Linked DNA regions of Sus scrofa: regions 1 and 2 are each linked to region 3. A link is a contact called in public HiChIP or PLAC-seq and promoter capture Hi-C data. All regions are on one chromosome and are shown on one strand. The core of a region is the stretch at or near the end of the contact, and the rest is flanking DNA. Distances in the headings are between cores, read along the strand shown.

What was found. Promoter capture Hi-C pulls out the DNA fragments that hold promoters and counts their contacts. HiChIP or PLAC-seq counts read pairs in DNA pulled down with a chosen protein or histone mark.
Region 1: an H3K27ac HiChIP or PLAC-seq map of alveolar macrophages shows a contact between it and region 3. The contact joins the promoter of SPECC1 here to the promoter of TTC19 in region 3. A contact is called at or near these places in 1 of 5 promoter capture datasets (liver), 10 of 47 Hi-C or Micro-C datasets (alveolar macrophages, blood, embryonic fibroblasts and 7 more) and 1 of 2 datasets of contacts at active chromatin or transcription factors (alveolar macrophages).
Region 2: a promoter capture Hi-C map of fetal skeletal muscle shows a contact between it and region 3, with 5 times the contacts expected there. The contact joins the promoter of AKAP10 here to the promoter of TTC19 in region 3. A contact is called at or near these places in 2 of 5 promoter capture datasets (fetal liver and fetal skeletal muscle) and 1 of 2 datasets of contacts at active chromatin or transcription factors (alveolar macrophages).

What each region holds. Positions count from the first base shown.
Region 1 is chr12:59,702,835-59,707,420 of Sscrofa11.1, reverse strand. SPECC1 (cytospin-B) reads left to right here and starts at 1,819. Exons shown (of 15, transcript XM_021066294.1): 1 at 1,819-1,889.
Region 2 is chr12:59,730,568-59,735,421 of Sscrofa11.1, reverse strand. It overlaps AKAP10 (A-kinase anchoring protein 10), which reads right to left and starts at 3,105. Exons shown (of 14, transcript NM_214138.1): 1 at 3,053-3,105. The coding sequence starts at 3,074.
Region 3 is chr12:59,416,835-59,421,252 of Sscrofa11.1, reverse strand. TTC19 (tetratricopeptide repeat protein 19, mitochondrial) reads left to right here and starts at 2,432. Exons shown (of 10, transcript XM_021066288.1): 1 at 2,432-2,631; 2 at 2,702-2,838. The coding sequence starts at 2,457. It overlaps ZSWIM7 (zinc finger SWIM domain-containing protein 7), which reads right to left and starts at 2,348. Exons shown (of 5, transcript XM_021066289.1): 1 at 2,211-2,348; 2 at 87-108. The coding sequence starts at 2,301.

The DNA.
Region 1 (4,586 bases), core at 570-3,069, 290 kb before region 3:
CGTGATCAGAGGCCAGGCCGGATGTCTTCTCAGCCCACCTGCCGAAGGCGGTGAATTCTCTGGTCCTGAGGCTCTGTCTTCTTTTTTCCATCCCTGTTTCCATCAGTGACCTTCCAAGACCCGAGCCTTCCCCCGTGTCCCCAACCCCCTATTTCTGGCTCTGGATCTAGCGCCCTTCTCTCCCCTCCTCCCCTCTGCAAACCCACCTCCCAAACCCAGCCCGCGTCGACCTAGAATCCTCTGGAACGTCTGTTCCACCACCTGCAGATCCCTCTTTATCCTCATACACTCTGACTCGCTCCACTTCTCCACTTCTGCCTCCATGGGAGCACGGACCCCCCTGGGCACCCCTGAGGCCACCTGGGTCGGCTCTTCGCTAAGGGGCCAGCCCACGCCTGCCCTGCGCTTGTATCTGCGCTTCCCCGGTCTCTCTCTGCTCTCTCACTCACTGGTCACGTTCACTCAGAGCGGCTAAGGGCCCGGCTGTGTGTGTAGCGGGTTTCCACGTCCAGGGGCATGGCCTTGGTGTCTCATTCTCTCCACTCCTCCCCCACCGTCTGCACAATGGATATAAAGGCACTCAGTGACCCTGCCTCTGCTCCCCCCACGTCCATCCCACATCCTCACCTGACCATCCTCTTCTCTAACCGCAAGCTCCTCTCCAGCTTGGCTTTTCAATTATTCCAATAAGATAAGTGAATCTCTGACTCCATCAAAACCTCCAGTCTGCGGGATGCTTCTTTGTTGGGGGCCCCGGCCCGTGATTGCACCTCTGGCCTCCACCCACTAGATGGCGGTGGCACCCCAAGTGTGACGACCGCATTGTGTCCAGACACGGCCAAGTCCTCCTGGGTGGGGGTGGGGCAAGTGGCCCCCAGGAACCTCTAGTTCCGCCTCATCCCTCCACGTGTGCCTGGGGTTTCCCCTGCCCCCTCCCACATATACAGCTTTTCAGGAGTCACCGGGTGTGAGATGCCTTTTTCTCTCCTGTGTAGTCTGCCCCGCCTTCTCAACTGGGTTCTTTTCATAAGTACTTAAGCGTCTTTAAACAACCCTCCCTCAGCAGCTGCCAGGGAGCCCGGTAACCAGCACCTGTCCTTCCCCTCCCCTCACGTCCTGAGGGGTTGGTACCTCCCTGTGCCCTTCCTCCCTCCGTCCCATCCTCCTTCCCTCGGCCAAGGATGAGTCTGTCCTGCCGACCCTGCAAGCTCCCACCAAGGTCTTAAGTGACTTCCCGGGTGATACATGCAGTGGACACCGGGCGCACTGGAGCAGAACCAGAGGAGGGCAGAGAGGATCCCGAGTTTGGTGTTGATCCTGTTGAGGCTGAGTGTCTCAGAGGCATCCTAGAGGAGATGCTGGGTGGACACTGAGCCATGAGGGCTGGAGCGAGGGAGGAGGTGTGGGCCGGCAGCGCACCCGGGAGAAGACAGGTGTGTGACCATGTGCGTGTAACCGATGCCACAGCTGAGATGGGGGGAGGTGTACAGCGGTTCTCAAACTTGAGGGAACCTCAGACGCACGGGAAGGGCGTGCAAAATGCAGTTCTCAATACAGCAAACCCTGCGTAGCTTCGGTGGGAGGGAGCGTTTGCGTTCCCACCAGGTCCCCAGGCGGCGCTGAAGCTGCTGGTCGGGTACCATGCTGGGCCGCCCGGGTACCGAGCTCTGCGGTCCGGGTATCACGCGGAGCTGCGCAGGTACCCGTGGGCGGCTGGCGACGCAGAACCGCGGGACCACATCTCCCAGGCTGCCCCGCGCGGCGCGCGCGCGCGCCCCCTGCAGGCGCCTCGGGGCGGCGCTCGGCGTCCGGAGCCCCTCGGGGAGTCCGCGAGGGAGCGCGGGAGCCGCGGCGGCTGCGGGCTGCGGGCTGCGGAGCCGAGCGGGCCGGTGAGTAGGGGCCGCGCCAGCTGCGGGGTTCTCGCGCCTCGGCCGTGTCGTCTTTGCAGGGTGCGGGTCCAGGTCCGGGGTGCGGATCCAGGTTCCGGACGCGGGGTCCGGGTGCGGGGCGCCGGGCTGCCCCTCACAGGGGCGGCGTCCTGCCCGCCCAGTCCGGGCGGCGGGACCCGTGTCGCAGGTGGCGCGGCAGGTGGCCGGCCTCCCTCCCGGGCCGAGGTTGTCCGTCGCGCAAGACGGCGGCCGGTGCTGCGGCCCCGGGCCCGGACCTGCGGACCCCTGGCCAGGTCCCGGCGGCCCCGCTGGAGCTGTCCGGGGTGCTGCGTGGCGGGGCCCGCGTGGCCGGTGGGATCCGGGCTTTGCGGGGCCGTGGGCGCCGTTGCGCTGGGGGAGGGGGCTGCGCGGCGCACCTGGAGCCCTGGCGCCGTTTGGATGCCCGATGGCCCGGGATGCGCCGCCGGTCAGGAACGCCGCGGGGACGCCTCCTCCCTGCGCATCCTGGGAGCACAGTGAGTTTTTTATGCCTTTTTTTTTTTTTTTTAAGCAAGTTGGAGCCTGCATATCTTATTTTTCTTTTGTGCGCTCTGCATTTGCCAGCAGGTAAGTTTATATAATAAGCGGTGTACGGTTAGAAAAACGCGTTCCGGGGAAGCTGCTCTCCCTTGCCCTCTATCGGCAGAATTTTTCGGGCTGCTTGACATGCTTATCCTTGAGCAACTGCGGTCGCTGCAGGCAGCAGATAAAAGTGCCATTGAGTCGTCACAACTCAGTCCTCGGGAGCGAATTTTGGTTTCAGAAGAATTTTGTTATCTAGTTTCAAACAAGCTGTCGTTTTACTTAAGATGGGGAACCGGGGGGTGGGGTAGGGGGGAGCAAAGCCTGTCAATCCTGATGCCTTCCTTTACAGAAAATAGTTTCACAGGATCAACTCTCAAAATAAGCAAGTGCAATTTGGTGCCCAAAACTAGATCTGAAGCCTCCAGATTGAGCTCTATACGTTTTAATAGGGTTCCCGTTGTTTTGTGTGTCTGTTGTCCGTAGACAGTTTTCTCTTCTGTTAAGAAACAGCAGATGCTCTAACCTTTGCACTTTCTCATCTTCGATCGGCAGTGTTTTTTTTTTGTTTGTTTGTTTGTTTTTGTCTTTGCTATTTCTTTGGGCCGCTCCCGCGGCATATGGAGGTTCCCAGGCTAGGGGTCGAATCGGAGCTGTAGCCACCAGCCTACGCCAGAGCCACAGCAACGCGGGGTCCGAGCCGCGTCTGCAACCTACACCACAGCTCACTGCAAGGCCGGATCGTTAACCCACTGAGCAAGGGCAGGGACCGAACCCGCAACCTCATGGTTCCTAGTCCGATTCGTTAACCACTGCGCCAGGACGGGAACTCCGGCAGTGTTGATTATTAAGGTTAAATAGTCTTGGACTTGCTTTTAGGGGGATGCTCCCGTGTATCCTCACTAAGTATCTTCTTTATCAGATTACGTTTCCATTTTGTTGAGCCCCTCTCCCCCAAGTGCGTTTTTAAAGGACCGTGTTGACGGGACCGTGTAGTTTTTTTCCTTAATCTTGTTAACGGAGGTGATTATACTGCTAGCTTCTCTGACTCTAAAATCCTAGGATAATTTAAAGTGCACATTTGGGTTGTTTGATAGATTCAATTAGCGAACGTTTTTTATGTAGGATTTGGGCGTCTGTGTTTATAAGTGAGCTTGGCCTCTATTTGTTCCACCCTCCTCGCATTTTGCCTGAGCTCATATTCAAGGCTATGCTGCCCTCCCTGATGAAGTGGGGAGACCTGCCATCATTTTCTATGCTCTGGAACAGAAGAATGATCTGTTCCTTGAAGTGTGGCAGAACCTGACTACAGACTGGGCTGCTGGTGGTTTTGTTTTGGTTTGGGGTGCTTTTGGAGGTATCAGTAATTAACTGTCTGTTTTTTTCCCACAATTGTTGACTTTTCTCAGGTTTTCTATCTCTTTAAAGTCAATCTCACACTTTATATATTCCTAGAAAATCATTAACATTACTGAAATTTAATATATGTTAGTGTAATGTTGTAACTAGTATTCTGTTGCAGGAAAAATCGACCTCCACATCTTTGGTGTTCTCTCTTCCTTGTTTGTACTTGTGTGTGCATGTGTGTGTGTGTGTGTGTGTGTGCCTTTTCTTTTTTGACTGGTTAGGCTTGATTAATGCTTGCTTGCTGATTTTATTTGTCTTTTCAAAGAACCATTGGATTTATTGCTTAATTCTATTGATTTTAGTTTTTCTATGGCACTTATTTCTGTTCCTTTTCTTTCTACTCAATATGAGTTTCTTTTAGTCAAGTGCCAGCCTTCTGAATGGAAAGATTCGATCATTTATGGGCTCACTCAGTCTTTCTCCTCATCAAGGCAAGGACTGCCAATTCCTGTCACCTCTCCTTTGCCCTTAGCTCTGTTTTATACTCTAACCCTTCAAATTCGATCTTATTGCTGTGGCTGTTATTATTATCATTTTCTAGGTCAATATTTATTAGATTTTTTCTACCCACTTACATTGTCTCTTTAAACATTTGTTATTTTTTAACTCAATTAATTTTACTGCATTTATAGTTGTACAATGACCATCACAACCCAATTTTACAGCATGTCCATCCCACGCCCCCAGCCCATCCTCCAACCCCAACCCGTCTCCTTTGGAAACCACAGG
Region 2 (4,854 bases), core at 1,856-4,355, 310 kb before region 3:
GGCTTCCTTACAATCCAAACGCGAACCCTCCTCTGGCGATCGGCTCCCACATCACTGTTTCAATTCCCTGCACAGCACTTACTAGTTGCTGGTATTTTCCTTACGTTTACTTACTTATCCAACAAATACTTAGAAAGTCCTAACTATGTCCCAGGCACTGATCTAGATGGGGATACAGCCATGAACAAAAACCAGCTCCCCTCCTGAGAAAACACCGAGTACAGCAGATGGTAATAAATGATACAGAAAAAAAAAAATAAAGCAGGGTCATTGCATGGAAGTGCACACGCCAGGGACAGCAATAATTTTTTTTTCTTTTTAAGGCCACACCTGCACCATATGGAAATTCCCGGGCTAGGGGACAAATAAGAGCTGCAGCTGCCGGTCAACGCCACAGCCACAGCAACACAGGATCCGAGCTGCATCTGCAACCTATGTGGCAGCTCACAGCAACGCCAGATACTTGACCCACTGACCAAGACCAGGTATTGAACCCAAGTCCTCACGGATCCTAGCTGGGTTCTTAACCCACTGAGCCACAACAGGAACTCCAGGGACTGCAATCTTGAGCAGGCTGGTCAGAGAAAGCTTCACAAAGATGTCAAATAATCAAAAACCTGAAGGAGATGGGAGAATAAAGCAGGTGTGCATCTGGGGGAAGAGGTTTCCAGGCAGAGAACAAGTGCAAAGGCCCTGAGGTGAGAATGACTTGACAACAAGGTCAGTAAAAATGCAAGCGTGGCGGAGAAAGAGAGCAGGAGATGAACACGGGGCCGAGCTGACTGAGGCCACGGACAGGAAGCCCAGGAGGAATCTGCCAGAGGTGCGGCAAAATACACCCGAGGGGTCAAGAATGGAAGAGGGGAAACCAAACTGAAGCCTATGGCAAAATACTGCTTCCTCCATCTTCAGAAATCTGGCTTCCTCTTCCCATTCAGGCTGAGATATGAATGCCACCCCCTCAGAGGGTACCCTTCACCACCCAACCTAAACAGGGACGACCGCCAAGACCAGGACCTCAGCGTCGGGGATGGTGAGAAGTGGCTGGACCTAGATATGTTCTGGGGTAGACCTAACAGGTGTGCTGACGGATCAGATGTAGAAGCGAAAAACAGGGCTCAAGAAGGCACTGGAGTTTTGGCCTGAGCAATTAAAAGGCCAGGAATACAATTGACTGAGATGAGAAAAACTGAGGAACAGGCTTAGGAGGACTAAAATTAAATGTCAGATGCAGTAAGCTAAAGACTTATCTCTTAGTCTACCTATTAGACATCTGTTAGACACAGGTCAAAAGTGGACCCAACGCTGGGTAGAGTCTGGATTCAGGGAAGAGCAGCCAAGCTGGAGATGTAAGCCTGGGAGTCATCAGCAGACAGGTGGTATTTCAAGACGGTATTTAGAGACTGGAGGGGAGCCCTAAATAGGACCATCTCCAGTTTCTATTCCTGCCACATCTAGTCTCCAAAAAGCATCCAGAAGCATCTTTTTAAAACATAAAATCATTCCTTTTCAAAATTTTAAAAGCAATATTGCCTCTGCCCTTGAAATAAAACCGAACTATGACCTACAAAGCTCTGAAGCACCTGATCCTTGTCTACCTCCCTAAGCCCGAGTCACTGGGGCTGCTTTTCTTTCTTGAAGGGCACCAAACTCTTGCCGCCCCACCTTTGCACGTGCCATTCTCTGCACCTGGAGTCACTCCTGCCGTTCCCTCAGCTCTAAGTGTCAAGGTCGCCTGCTGAGGCCTTTGACTAATAATATCAAAGGGAAATACGTCTCTTCTCAAATTCTCTTTTTCATAACACTTTACTCCATTTGTAAATGGGGGCGGGAGGGGGGATTTATTGTCGTCTAAACCTTCAGAGAGCGAGCTCCATGGATACAGGGACTTGGTCTCGTTCAGGGCCCAACACTGAGGGCCCAGCACAGTGCCTGGCAAACAGGAGACATTCCAAAGTATTTACTGAATAAAGAGAGACAAGAGTCTATTGTACAACATACAATTTGCCTCATTATACACAGAACGCCTTCCTTTCCCATTTAAAAAATAACCCCCCACGAACCATCTTCACACTGTCAAACAAACCAGAGAGCTAAGTACACCAAGATACCTCACCAATAAAGCTCCCTTGTACCATTTTGCTGGTTTCATTCATTCACATCTGTTTTCATTCACTCATCACATGGCATCAGTTACTAAAAGTGTGTGTGCTTAAAAAGGAATTCTTTAATTTATAGAGTTGAACGGGGCCTTTGGGAATCGCCTAATGCTCAGCTGAGAGAGGAAAGTGGGTTGACATTTTTCTGTCCCAGGTGACAGAGTTAGGAGCAGAGCTGTCATCTGACTTGGTACTTTCCCCCAAACCCATTTTCCTCTGGCAAATTTTCTCTGAAGAAAGAGGAATCCATGCAGGAACCACTATGGTCCCCAAAGACCCACACCTGTTCCCTCTGGATACGAATCCTTAACGAAAGGCCAACAACCCTGCGCAGGCTCAAAACCAAGCGGCCTCTACTTTAACACTGGGCAGAAAATCAGAAACGTAAGTAATCTGTGTGTAAAGTCAGGGTTCCAGTAAACTTCGTAAACTTGCTAAGTCATCAAAAGAAGGAGCCTTCATTAGGGAAGTTTCAGGTGTAAGCAACGCCGTTCTGGGAACAGCAGACTCCCCTCCCCCGCAAAGGAGAAACTGGAAAAGAGCACTAGTTGCAGCAGGCAGTTTTTTCACGTGTTGCTTTGAGACGTAAGCCCCTCCGAGGTCCGAAAAGTCTGAGACTTCCGCAACCCGGGGCTGAAGGAATTTCCTTCTCCTCGCGCACGGACGCGCGCGCACGACCCGAAACGCTCTCGGTCCGCACGAGGCAGCGCGGCGCGCGGGGCCGGGCAGCGCTCGGGGGCCGGGGAGGCGACGGCCGTCCGGCCGCCCGCACGGAGGCCCGCTCCGGCCGCGCCGCCCGCAGCGCCCGGCCTCGCCGCCGCCCGAGGACCCGGCGCCGCCGCCCGCCGCCCGCCGCCCTAGGCCCGGCCCCCGCCGCCCGCGCCCCTCGCTACCTTTCCGCCGGAAGAAGGACATGGCGGGGCCCGGGTCGGGGCGGAGGGCGCGGGGGGACTGGCGCGGGGAGGGCCCGGCTCCCCTCATTCAGCAACCGGCCCGGACTTCCGGGTGCGCAGCGGCTGCCGCACTAGCCCGACAGGAGCCGCTTCTTCCGGGTGTGGGCCCCGCCGCCTCCTCCAGACGCCCGGGCAGCTCCCGCCGCCATATTATCAACAAGCCGCCCGCCCCGAGTTCCGGTCCTTCCCCGCGCGGGGCTTCACGGGAGGCCGCGCGCTGGCCCCGCCCCCGCCCGCGGTGGGGCGCGCGCCCGCGCCGCCCACGTGACGCGCGCGCGCGCCCTGCGCCCGGCGCGGGCCCCGCGGCCCCAGCCCAGCCAGAGGCGCCCAGGCGGTGCCCCTGCCCCGGCCAAGAGTGGCCCGGGCACCCACGGCCACGGCGATCGCACGCCGTGCCCCCAGCAGGGGGGGGGGGTGACTCGGCAAGCGGACTCGGTGGCACCCACCTCCTTGCTTTCCCGCCACCTCGGCCTTGGAAGGGAGAGTGGGCTTATTTCAGGACACGAGCCCTGAGAACGCTCAGCGGCATGAAAGCCTCGCCAGTAGTTATCAGGGGGACTCCGGCGGGTCATCCTGCGAGCCTTGTTCAAATGCCATTTTCCTCTGAACCTTCTGACCTCCCTCTACCCCAAAGCAGAGTGGCGGACCCTTCACCCCAGGGCTGGGCAATCCCTGCAGCCGGGTGCTCCAGCGGAGGAAGAGCCTGGAGGTCGTAGCAAATCGATACATGGGTCCTTCACATCAATGAAGCAGGCCAGGTGAGGTCCGGAGAGAAGAGGCACCTGGGCCAAAATTATTCAGCGTGTCGGTGTTGAGTCTGCAGTCGAGACTATAACCAGCACGCAGGGTCTTCTCACCCATGCAATCATAGCAGGTTAATAGCTGTGTCTGGGTTCGGGGCATGTAAGGTAGTCACAGCTGATACGTGTTGAAAGTACTACACGCAGGTACTGCGCCGGCCCCTGCAGGTTGATGGTGGTCCTTGGAGTTACCTTAGTGTAGGAGGAGCCAGGCACGGTAAAATAACCTCCCCAAGCTCACAGCCTAACTGGGGGTGAGGGCTAGGTCTCAGAGCTGGGGAGCTGTCTCCAGAGCCAAGGGCATGCCTCTTGGGGAGAGTGTCCGGGCGGGAGCAAGAGACTGGCCGTGCCTCTGGACGCCCGAGGCTGTCCTCGACCTGAGCAGGTTCTGAGAGTGGATGTCTGTCCGACCGTGTCCTCCCGCCGCAGCCGAGGCTGCAGAGGGTGGGAGCGGCGCCCCTGTGTGAGAAGTTCGTCCACACCAGCCTGGCTCAGGGGGACCCCTCTGCGGCCCGGCGGGTAAAACCCTGGATCCTGTCCCCTCTCCCCGGAAAGGGAGACTGGATGACGTCAAGGACGAGCGGGGCTGGGATGGGCCTCGGTAGGCTCCCCGCTGGATCGGTGTAAGGGGTCCGAGGCATCCAGCCGGGAGCCTGAGCACAGGGCGGCTGCACCCCAAGCAAAAACGTGTGCCGCCCCCTCTCCTCCCCTTGAGGAGTCCAAAACCCCTTGGCGGGGGGGTGTTTCGTATTTGTTGACTGGTTCGTTGGTTGGGATGGATGGAACAGAGGAGCAAGAAATGCCCCGAATATCTCCGGGACAGAAGCAGCGCCCAGGGGTGTGCGGGGAGCGCTGCGGCCTCTCGGAATCTCCTTCCTCTTTCTAACTCCGCGGAGAAGCGACGGAAAAGGGTCCTGCGGGGTCTTCCAGGGTGACCTCTCC
Region 3 (4,418 bases), core at 1,183-3,682:
GCTGATTTGAAAGAATGTGGCCTTTAAAACACATTAAAGTTTAAAAAAAAACACAACAAACCAAATACACCAGGATGTATACTTACGATAATAGATGCTCATCAGAAACTGTAAAACAGGAACAGAAAGAAAGGTAACTGTGTTAAACCAGTAACCATGGACAAAAACATCTTAAAAAGACTAAAGCTAAAAAGATCTTTGTGTCAGATGGTGAACTGAGCCTAGGCATCAAATTTTACTCTTTCCCAATATTCCACTCAACAGTCACCAAAGGATAAAAACAAAAACAAAAACCAAAAACTCCCAAGGATGAAGCCAGGAGAAACACAACTATGATGAAAAAGAACTTATAAGACCTGAGAAAACTGAGCTGGAAGCTGTCAATGGGGAAAGCCAAGCAACAACCTGATTTACACCTCAAAATCTAGTAACCCCCCCAAAAAAATACCTCAGAAACGGGTGGCACCAGACAGTTCTGGAGGTCTTTGAAAGCAAGTTTAAGAAGCTAGAAGGTAGTAAAATAACACTTTGAGATGTCTGAAGAAATATATCCAACATATAATTCAATACCTAGCCAAACTGTCAATTAAGTGTGAGATGGGAAAACAACTTTTTCAGACATGCACAGCCTCAAAAAGTACATCTTGTACTCTTCTTCTGGAAGCTACAGAGTATGTGCTCTATAAAATAAGGCAGTAAACTAAGGAAAAGAAAACTGTAGCATAGGCGTTCCCGTTGTGGCTCCGCAGTAACAAACCCAACCAGTACCCAGGAGGATGTAGTCCCTGGCCTTGCTCAGTGGGCTAAGGATCCAGCATTGCCGTGTGCTGTGGGGCTTGGGTCCCGAGCGGCTGCGGCTGTGGCGTAGGCCAACAGCTGTAGCTCTGATTCGACCCCTAGCCTGGGAACTTTCATATGCTGTGGGTTTGGCCCTAAAAACGCAAAAAAAAGAAAAAAAGAAACTGGAGGATATACTAAATTTAAGGCCCAACTTAAGTAAAGGGAATTTCCTTAGATGATGGCAAAGGGCGGTCAGGAGAGAGGCCACTCCATATGAGTGTGCCCCAGGAAGCTCTGGGGGTGACTTCTACAGGAAAAGGAAGTTGCTAAGACATTTTATTCATCCTAACAGCTTGAGTAGATATTTAGAACGCTGGTATATTGAGTGAGGGAAAAAGGCATAGAAAAGTAAACAAGCAAACAAACACAGTTTTAATTCCAGAGAAAGCAGAAAGTTACAAGAAAGAAAAAGTAATCATAGCTTTGTCCATGACTCAGCGGTAGCTAGATTTTTTCCATCATCAGACATGTGTAAACTCAGGCTACTGATCTACAGAAATGATCATTACAGGACGGGGGTCAGGAAACTAGTCTAAAACACAAGTTTTTGAATAGCAGAAAACGACTCTGCTGAAAAAGAACATGAATCAGTGGTGGTGGTCCCTCTGAGTCACGAGCATCAGGGCACCCACCGTGCCCCCTTCAAGACCCTCGCAAGTGCACAGATGAATCCATTGCGATAGAGCCCATTTCTGGCAGGCAGCGTTTGAGCTGACAACGGATTGGCTTTCCCCCATCCTTCTGCGGATCAGAAAGTGTTTGAACACCTGGCTGCCCTAATCGCTGAAGCCTATCCGCTGCTTTAGTTTTAACGAGAAAGTTTACTTTAAACGAGAAAGCAAAAGTTGGCTTCCTTTTCTCAATTCTTTAACAACAGTAACAAACACTTTTCAAAGTGCAGCCCTTTTCAAACAAAAGCCATGCAAGTGAACAAGCAGGGGCAGTTCTGAGGCCACTGAGACGTTGGCTGAGCAGCCCGACGGCGGCGATGCACTGCGGTCACTTTGGGCAGGATGCTCTCATACAGGTGTGAGCACGCGGACGCCGCCGAGGTCGGCCGGGCGCCCGGGAGCCTGGTCACAGAGCATCCTCTGCTGGTCAGAGAACGAAGGCACGGTCACAGTGCCCAGCTGTTCTCCAGTCACTGCGTCCGCACACGGGTTCGCAGCCCTAAAATATTTATTCGCTGAACAAGGTGTATGCGAGGATTAATTTCAGCGAGTCTGGACTCTTAAAAGGGCTGCAGTGGAGGCGAACAGGCCGGAACCTCCCTCCCGGGGACTCCGGCCCCGGACCCCTCGACCGGCCCCCCGCCCCCGGACCCTTGCCGCCCGCCCAGCCCAGCCCAGCCCAGCCCAGCCCAGCCCTACTCGGTGCGCCGTCCCGCACCGCCGCCGCCATCTCGCTCAGCAGCTCTTCCACCACAGCGGGCAGCGTAGGAACCCCCGCTGCCACCGCCATCGCCGCTTCCGCACCAGCCGGGGGCGGGGCGAGCGCGGGGACGTCAGCGTGCGTCCCGGCGCACGCGGGCGTCGGGGCCAATCCGACGAGCGCTCGACGCGGGGGCGGGACTTCCGGGGCCTTGGGCCGCAGTGCGCAGAGGACGCGGCGCAGCCATGTACCGGCTCCTGGGCGTGGGCCTGGCGCGCGGCCTCCTGCGGGCGGCTGGGCGGCAGCGCGGGGGTCGCCCGGCGCGCCTGCCGCCGGGGCCGGTGCGGAGTCGGGTGGACGTGCCGCCGCGCCTAGGGGTGCCGCGCGGCCGGGGTCCGGGGCTGCTGCCGCTGTTGGCAGGTGAGGGGCGTGGGCCGGGCGGGGGCCGGGCGCGGGCCGGGCGCGGTGACTTCAGAGCCCCTTCCCGCAGCGCTCGCCTGGTCCTCGAGGCCCGCCGCGGCGGAGCGGGAGCGAGAGCGAGAGCGGCGGGGCGAGGGCGAAGCAGCGGCCGAGGACGCGGCGGCCGAGGCGGAGGCCGAGATCATCCAGCTGCTGAAGCGAGCCAAGGTGAGGCGGCGGCGGCGGCGGCGGGGCCCCCGGTCACCGGGGCGGGTGAGGAGGCGGGAGGCCCCCCGTCCTGGGGGTGCCTGTCAGACGCCGCAGCCGGCTCGGGGCGCCGGGCCACAGGTGCAGGTGCTGGTGCAGCGCGGGCGGAGCTGTCTATCCAGACGGAGTTAGCGGGACGTTTGGAGCTGGAAGGGCGGGCAGGGAGGAAAATGCGCCTCGGTGTGGGTTATGCGCGATTTAGTTCTCTTATTCCCAGACAGTCCTCTCTGGCATCCTCTCCCGGGTTTCCGCACCGCTTCCCTTGGGCTCGTTGACCGCCGCCTCGGGGCCGACGTCATGCACACTTGCGCTCCCAGGCTGCGGGGTGCCGCCGGCTTCACCTGCCAAAAGCTAACCTTTGATCTTAAGGGCCTCCCCGACATCTTGCTTCTCCATCTCCTCTTTACGGCCATCCCCCCGTGTTCGTAGTCATTCTTAGAACCTGGCATACCTAACCATCACTCCCCGTACAGAGTCCAGCCACAAGTCCTTAGAGGATGTTGCCATCAAATCCAAACTATTCGGCAAACCTGTCCCCTTCTGTGTCTCTCTTCTGCTGTCACCCTAGCCGCACGGCCGCAGCCTGCTCCCTCCTACTGCCTCCTTGCCATCCATTCTCCAGGCAGCAGCCAGAGTGGGTTTTTTTCCTTTAATTTTTTTTTATATTTTTCAATTTTATTTTATTTTTTAGGACCATACCGGCAGCATGTGGAGGTTCCCAGGCTAGGGGTCGAACCGGAGCTGCAGCTGCCGGTCTTTTACTACAGTCATGACAACACCAGAACTGAACTGCATCTGTGTCCTACAATGCACCTCACAGCAACACCAGATCCTGAACCCACCGAGCAAGGCCAGGGATCGAACCCTCACCCTGGTGGATACTAGTTGGGTTCTTAACCTGCTGAGCCCCAAGGGGAACTCCCTCTTTTTTTTTTATTTGTTGTTTTTATGTGAATCAGATCATATCCCTTCCTTCCCCCAAAACTTGGGACGCCTCTCCTGTGCATTTAGGGCAGAATCAAACTCCTTGCTGTGGCCTGTGGGGCCTTTCGTGAGCCACCCCACACTGCCTCCGTGTTTGGCAGTAATCCTCTGGCTCATCGCGCTCCTTTCACATGTTTCCTTTCCTCCTAGCCGTTTACTTTAGCGGGGGGGGGGGGGGGGGGCGGCCTTTGTGTGCTTCTCTGTGTTTGGGTCGTTTTCCCCACAGTCCCTTATTTGCTGGATGCTGTCTCTTTCTTCTTATGCCAGTTTAACTGCCACTTCCTTGGAAGGCTTCTCTGACTCCCATTTCGAGGAAACCTCTCCATGTTCTTTTCTGTTGCTTTTCTTTGTAGCTTTTGTCACAAGTTGTAATGAAGCTTAGTGGTCCTACAGGGTCACGTCCAGCTTTCAGGAAGAGAGAAAGAGGACGGAGGGCCAGCAGCTTCCTTATAAGATATGATAAGAATTTGCTTACAGGAGTTCCCGTCGTGGCGCAGTGGTTAACGAATCCGACTAGGAGCCATGAGGTTGCGGGTTCGGTCCCTGCCCTTGCTCAG